2 separate regions of the Mus musculus genome follow, and region 2 is linked to region 1. A link is a contact called in public Hi-C data. All regions are on one chromosome and are shown on one strand. The core of a region is the stretch at or near the end of the contact, and the rest is flanking DNA. Distances in the headings are between cores, read along the strand shown.

The links. A called contact is a pair of places that touch in the nucleus more often than the background predicts.
Region 2: a contact with region 1 is called in a Hi-C map of muscle stem cells, with 3 times the contacts expected there. The contact joins two enhancer-like sites. A contact is called at or near these places in 10 of 484 Hi-C or Micro-C datasets (cortical neurons, embryonic stem cells, muscle stem cells and 5 more).

Annotation. Positions count from the first base shown.
Region 1 is chr1:12,290,312-12,293,730 of GRCm38.p6, reverse strand. No RefSeq gene overlaps it. Among named protein-coding and RNA genes, the nearest start is that of Gm22633, 83 kb to the left of the region's middle. Within about 2 kb of position 1,705, at least 14 of the 459 cell types and tissues checked have an H3K27ac peak or open chromatin away from gene starts, as enhancers often do. A contact at or near this core is called in muscle stem cells, where this site is marked.
Region 2 is chr1:12,834,469-12,837,662 of GRCm38.p6, reverse strand. It overlaps Sulf1 (sulfatase 1), which reads right to left. Exons shown (of 22, transcript NM_001198565.1): 13 at 1,334-1,550. Among named protein-coding and RNA genes, the nearest start is that of Sulf1, 140 kb to the right of the region's middle. Within about 2 kb of position 1,877, at least 79 of the 459 cell types and tissues checked have an H3K27ac peak or open chromatin away from gene starts, as enhancers often do. A contact at or near this core is called in muscle stem cells, where this site is marked.

The DNA.
Region 1 (3,419 bases), core at 456-2,955:
AAACAATTTGTGCATGCACCATTCTTCCAGGAATTTGTGTAACAAGGCATGGCGATTTACCCTTTCTTTGACCACAGAGTGAACTTAACATATATGGGTAATGTTTAGAATTAGCAGAAATGGGAGTCACTTTTAGATATCACTTAGACTCCTCTTTGTAAAGTGGCAACCCTGAAATTATTGCATGTAGCAAAGAATGTTTTAATAATGTCCCAGATGAAAAGGCAATGAACAAAAATAACTGAAACTAGGAATATTCACTCAGTATATGTAGCAAACTTTTCTGGCCTTTATTTTACTTTTTGTGTATGTGCATATAATATGTGTATGTCTGTGTGGTCACATGTAGGTGGGCTTACATGTGTATATGTGTGGGTATATGTATATGTATTGTGAATACAGAGGCCTCAAACTGATGCCAGGAATCTTTCTTTCTTTACTGAGGCAGGGTCTCCCACTTGAACTCAGAACTTACCAATACAACTAGTATAAGCATCTGTAATGCCTGCCCAGCTCTTAAGTAAGTTCTGAGGGTTAACACAAGTGCTTTTTACACTGAGCCATCCTGATGGTTTTATCTTTCTAGCCTTAAAACAACAAAAATATAAAGGCTGAAGGCCCTAGCATGAGCTTGCTCCATTGGTCCCTAGTTCAGCTTTGGTAGCATATGCACACGTGCACATTTATTGCTTTGGGGAAAGTAAACATGGCGGATTTCTGCTGTTGCCCATGCTTGTTACTGACATCATGAAAGGAAATGGGTTTGTGACCCCTGAGGTGTGCTGATTCTGGTCCTCCTCACTGCTCTTGATGCAAAGCTGCTGTTGTGAAGAACAGTAATGGCTCCTCTGCAGCAGCACTCTGGTGCCTGAGATTGACCACCATCACACTACTTGCCAGTTACTATTGGCAAGAAGCCAAGCACCAAGAGGTCAAAGATCAAGTGTTGTGCCAGAGCTTGCATCTCCAATCACCTCACAGCCACGGGCAAAACTGTCCACAGTTATGTCTTCAGAAACATGGCTCTTAAACAGAAGGCCAGACAGGAAGGCATGACCCAGGAGAGGCAAGAACAAGATGTTCTTCCAGAAGCTTCTGTTCTTAGATGCCTTTTGTTTCCACCATTAAACTTTTTTTAAGGGCTTGTGCTTGAAAACAACATGATCATCTGTAAACCTGCCTTTCCCCGATCAGCTAATGTTAATTAGCAGTCACTAACGTGAACAGTCTGTGGAAAGTTAATGTTGGAATTGAAATGATTAAAAACCTGCATAGTGGAGCTTCACAGCTCCATGCCCCGAAAAGCTGGCACTGTTCCTGGACCTATGCGATACCTTCAGAATTAATAATGTTTAAAAAGTGGTTTTGGAACAAAAAATGTAAATGCTACGCAGGAATATAAAACAGACATTCTCTCTTCTGGTCATCTTGCTTTGCATATTGTTTCATCCGGTTCCAGTTTTCTATAAAATGTGGTTTTCATGCCGCAGCTTTCCTTACCTGCTCTTGGACTTTAAGTCAATACTTTCTGATTCCAATTCTTGGCACAGAGGAGTCATGCAATACTCCAAGGGTCCCCAGTTTCAAATGGAGATAAGAAAGGGAAGAGAAATTGAAAGTTGGGGAAGGGCACTGCACTGCTCCTGCTGTCACAGGAAGATGCAGCTGTCACAGGCCTTCTTGGACCTTCCCTGCATTCCAGAAGACCGCTGCCTCCTCCCCATGGTTCCCATAACACTCCACAGGGTTTTCCCTGATGACACTGTAAACTGCTGGCTGATTGTCTGGGTCTTTTGTGAATTTGTAGTGAGTTGTGACACATCAGAAGTCTCAAGCAAGGTCATAGACTTTGAGGCATTGCCAGAAGAGAGGATGAATCACAGAAAAGTTCTACAAAGAATTGGATTTGTTTTTATATACATGGGAAAGGTGGTGACCAGAATCTGTCTTCAGTTAAACACTGAATGGCTTGTTTAAGTACCAAAACCCAAGTGAATTATAGAGAAAATAATAACTATGACAGACTTGTTAAGGGTAGTTTTCAATTTAATATGTAGGCACATGCTGTGGTGCTTACCCAGAGAACCCTGTGCTATAGCTTTTCCTTGGTCCATGTTTCCAGGACTTAGGGAGTGTGCACATATTGATTCAGCTCCATATTCTTGGCTCCAAGTGGCAGAAATAATGCAAAAGAAATGATGCAGTCTGTTTGCTTCCACATTCTCATTTTAATGCTCAGCTAGAGGTTTCCATTCTGAGGTTTTCATTTTTTCCCTTCTCAACATTCTATGGAGACTTGAAAGGACTTTAATGTTTGATACTATAAGAAGAATTACTTCTGGTGATATTAATTTTCAATAGTGGGATGAGTTAATGATTCCTTTATGCAACTGTCTTCACATATGCTGCTTCATGTGATAACTGATGTATAGCTCTTGTTTCCACAAAGCAAATCAGGGAAAAATACCAAAAATGGGGCCAGGGATTCTGTTAGACCCAAAGAGGGTAGTGGCAGAGCTAATCTTGGTCCTCAAACAAAGTCAGAGTTTTTTTCTCTTCCTGGGTTTATATGGCTTCACACTCCCTGTAGAGAGGGGCTTGGTCTTCCTCCCTCTGAAGAGACTGTGTTTGTCAGTGTTAGATATGATTTTAATACCCAAAGACAGGCAATGTTCGTACCTCCTAGTTCATGGTGGCGAACCCTGGGGAAGTGTGTAATCTAGCATGTGTCCCGTGCTTCCCATATCAGATTTGAATGCCACAGAGAGGGAGTTTAATTCTGCTCCTCTTTGACATGGGTCAAGATGCTTGGACAGAAGAAAGTACACATCCCCAAAAGGCAAAGGCAGCACCTATCATAGGAGATTTGTTATATTTTCTATGTATTGGCTTGTAAAGGGCTTGTCAATACCTACTTACCTATCAAGCTAAAAAGAGTCTGTTGACTGTTGACTTTTCAACCAGGCTGCCTAGTCTTTTTTTTTTTTTAATCCTGTTTTATTTGCATCTTATTGTGATTTTAAAAAAATTTTTTTAATTAGGTATTTTCTTCATTTACATTTCCAATGCTATACCAAAAGTCCCCCATACCATCCCCCCCACTCCCCTACCCACCCACTCCCACTTCTTGGGCCTGGTGTTCCCCTGTACTAAAGCATATAAAGTTTGCTAGACCAATGGGCCTCTCTTCCCAATGATGGCCGACTAGTCCATCTTCTGATACATATGCAGCTAGAGACACGAGCTCTGGGGGGGTACTGGTTAGTTCATATTGTTGTTCCACCTCTAGGGTTGCAGACTCCTTTAGCTCCTTGGGTACTTTCTCTAGCTCCTCCATTGGGGGCCCTGTGATCCATCCAATAGCTGACTGTGAGCATCCACTTCTGTGTTTGCTAGGCCCTGGCATAGCCTCACAAGGG
Region 2 (3,194 bases), core at 628-3,127, 540 kb before region 1:
TGGGATGCTGCCTGATGTCCGCTGGGTCCTGGCTAAGGGTGTTATTGTACAAGCTCTGACCTCGGCTTTCATGCTTGGGCTTTGCCAAGCACACTTCTCTGGAATCTTGTCTTCAGCTTCCTAAGTCACGAAGAAGAGTCACAGAGACGAGGGAATCGCAACTGTCAGCCTTCCTACAGGGGAGCTTGGTCCCTATAGGACCCCTTACTTTCCAGGTGCAGTAGTGGCTGCCATGACAGACGACGACTTGCACCACTATCACCTCAGGAAAAGAGGAAACCTGCTCCTGTTGTAGGATGCAGTTTGAAAACTTTCTGGCAGGGGACAGTGTTCCTGCTGCTAAGTGGGATGCTTGTATCAGGGGGCCTTGTAACCTTATTAATTCTAGCTGTGATTTTTCTTATGAGGTTTAAGTGTGAAATTTCCTTCCAGGAGGAAAGACAATCCCGTAACTCTGTGTACTGGCTATAAACCACTTTAAGAACCAGTGAAGACCAGTCCACCTAGATAAGGAATTCATGGCCCTCTAGTCTATTCTGTTCAGCACAAAAATGTCGCTTTAAGGAACTCTGAGTCTCTTAAGTGTTTTGTGTCCAATTAAACAGAACTTATTTGTTTCCAGACATAGAATGTGCACAGATTTGAGCCACTTCTCTAATATGCCACGAGGTGGCAGTAGACTATCATTCTTCAGTAGATGTTCCTCCTGTTTTCTGTAGTCTGTATCAATCAGTTACCTGAGAGTTTTTACTAAAAAAAAAAAAAAGAAACAAAAAACCTGTAGGCAGTAAGGATATGCTGTACTGAGTTCAACTAATTTGATACTGCCACTCAACAAGATACAAGCGTCTGACAACATTTAAAGATACAGTCTAAAACATGAAAAATATGCGTTTAAAAACTGCTCATGTCTTTCCTCTAAGGTTAAACACACATGAACTGATTGATACCTAAAATTTAACTTTTAAATCAAGTTAAGGCAGGCATATTAGAGCATTACCATGAAGGTAAAGTCAGATGGCTCTAACCCTCCCCCACTGGTCCCGAGGGACACCCGCTGCGTGTGTGGATGCCCTGGTCCCTAGGAAGTTACTAAGTGGATTTTTATTCTATACTAAGTGAAAATGCTCGCAAAGTAAAATTTCTAGCTGATCTTTGCTATCTTACTTTAAACTGAGCAATGATTTTTGCTTTTATCCTGAAATCTAGGCACCGAGAACATCTCATTTGTGTGTGAATCACGGGGGAGGTTGTCTTGAAAAGGGATCCTCCTGCCGCTGTATGTGTGTGGGGTGTGGGGGGGGGCTGGGGGGGGTCACAAGGTTGAGCTTACTTGGTGTTCCCTTGTTCCTCAGGAACTGCCTTTGATTCTTTCTCTGGCTTCTGCTCGAGCGATAGCCAGAGTCCCTACAATGGCACTCTTTGTCTTTGTCATGCAATCCGCGAGAGTAGAGGTTGCGTGCATTCTGACGGACCGTGAGCAGGTCGCTGGGTCCCTTACACTTGTGGATTCGGAGCTTGCCGGATGTGTCCTCGATGCACTGCCAGTTCTGCAAGAGCCAGCGGGAAGCAGTTGGCGATGCTGAGCCAGTTGTTATTTACAAAGCACCCTAGCAGTAGCTAGGTGTCCGTCAGTCCGGTCCCCCATCATCACCTCCCCCCTCCCCCACCCCTGCCCCGTCCCTCACTGCTAATTCCATTAAGGAGCATAAATGAAAGGGGACTGGCTTTTAAGTGACCCTGCAGTAACTGCTCAGTTCTATTTCGTTTGTGGCAGGCACATACAGATGACAAATCATTGGGAATCAGAACTGCCTCGATGACACTGGCGCTGATAAATGAATCCTCCGCCCCCAGACTAAACAGTCTTGAATGAACCGTGTTAAAACCCTTAGTGTCCCAACACGGAGCCAGCTGTCAGCGCTGCTTCCACCAGGACCCCAAACTGCCCCATTTGTTCTGGAAAAACAAACTTGCCTGCTTTGTTCTCTGCCTCTTGGTTTCTAAAGTGAGCCTGGGCAGAGTGGCAGAGGAGCAAGACGGAGAGGAATTTAATTTGAGGCCATTACCGGCAAAGCCAACTCTGGGTATCCCAGACATTGGCAAACTCATCGTGTTTTCTTTTGATTTTCCTTCTTCTCCTACAAACTCTTCACGCCCGCAGCATGTGGTGGGTCCCAGGGAGACTGATTCGACCTTCCCAGAAAATGCGCTCTGCGGGGGTGGTAGTGGGGGTCGCATTGGGGTTCCTAGTTCCTGTTTTGTCCACAGCTGTGGGAATGCAGCAAGTTCACAGTTCTGGTTCCAACAATGTCTTTTCACCCCGGGAGGCCTCTCAGAAGCCCCTCTCCATTCGAAAGGCCCAATAACTTCTTTACATTTCAGTTTTTCTCTTACAAGCCCTAAAGGACTCACTGGTCAGTAGGAAGAATCCTGGCCTTCATTTGAAGCTATGTTAGCAAGACAACAGAGTGAGCCTGGATAAGGACTAGCACTGTTAAATGTATCCTTTTCTCCCTCCCATATACAAGTGTCGCCTGTGTGCTATTATTGTGTGTATTTCAATGCATAGGTTTCTAAGCTGACACCAGCACAATATACGTATGCTCTAAATATCCATGCGGGCTGAGCCACACATAATTTCAGATAAGTCCTGTCTTGGTGGTAAGGACTTTAATCCTAGCACTTGGGAAGTAGAGGTAGGCGGATCTCTGAGTTCAAGGCCAGACCAGTCTACAGAGTAAGTTTCAGAACAGCCAGGCCTACACAGAGAAAACCTGTCTCAAAAACCTAAAGAAGTCATGTGTGAATAGGATACCCACTCTAGTAGTGTCTATGAGTAGCTCATATCTCCCACTGGTAAGCCAATACCACCAGGAGGCGTCTCTGATGTAAAAAAGCTTGGCCAAGCAATGTGATGGTTCTGTCAGCAGATAAATCAAATGCATAGTAAATCATGGGCAAGCCTTCGCCGTGAGCAAGGGCTCTGCGGTTAACATCCATTTTCATCAAGAGAGCCGCATGCCTGTGCTATATGTATAATTATCAGAGCAGCATTGGGGCTTTCGACCCCACGCCCTGAGCATCTAGAACTCACGCTATGGTCCCACCTGAGCCTCCACACCTCTGCTGTTTCCAAATGATTATTTCAAGCCATGTTACATTCGTCTCTTTTCAGGCTTGGCCTGAAGTGC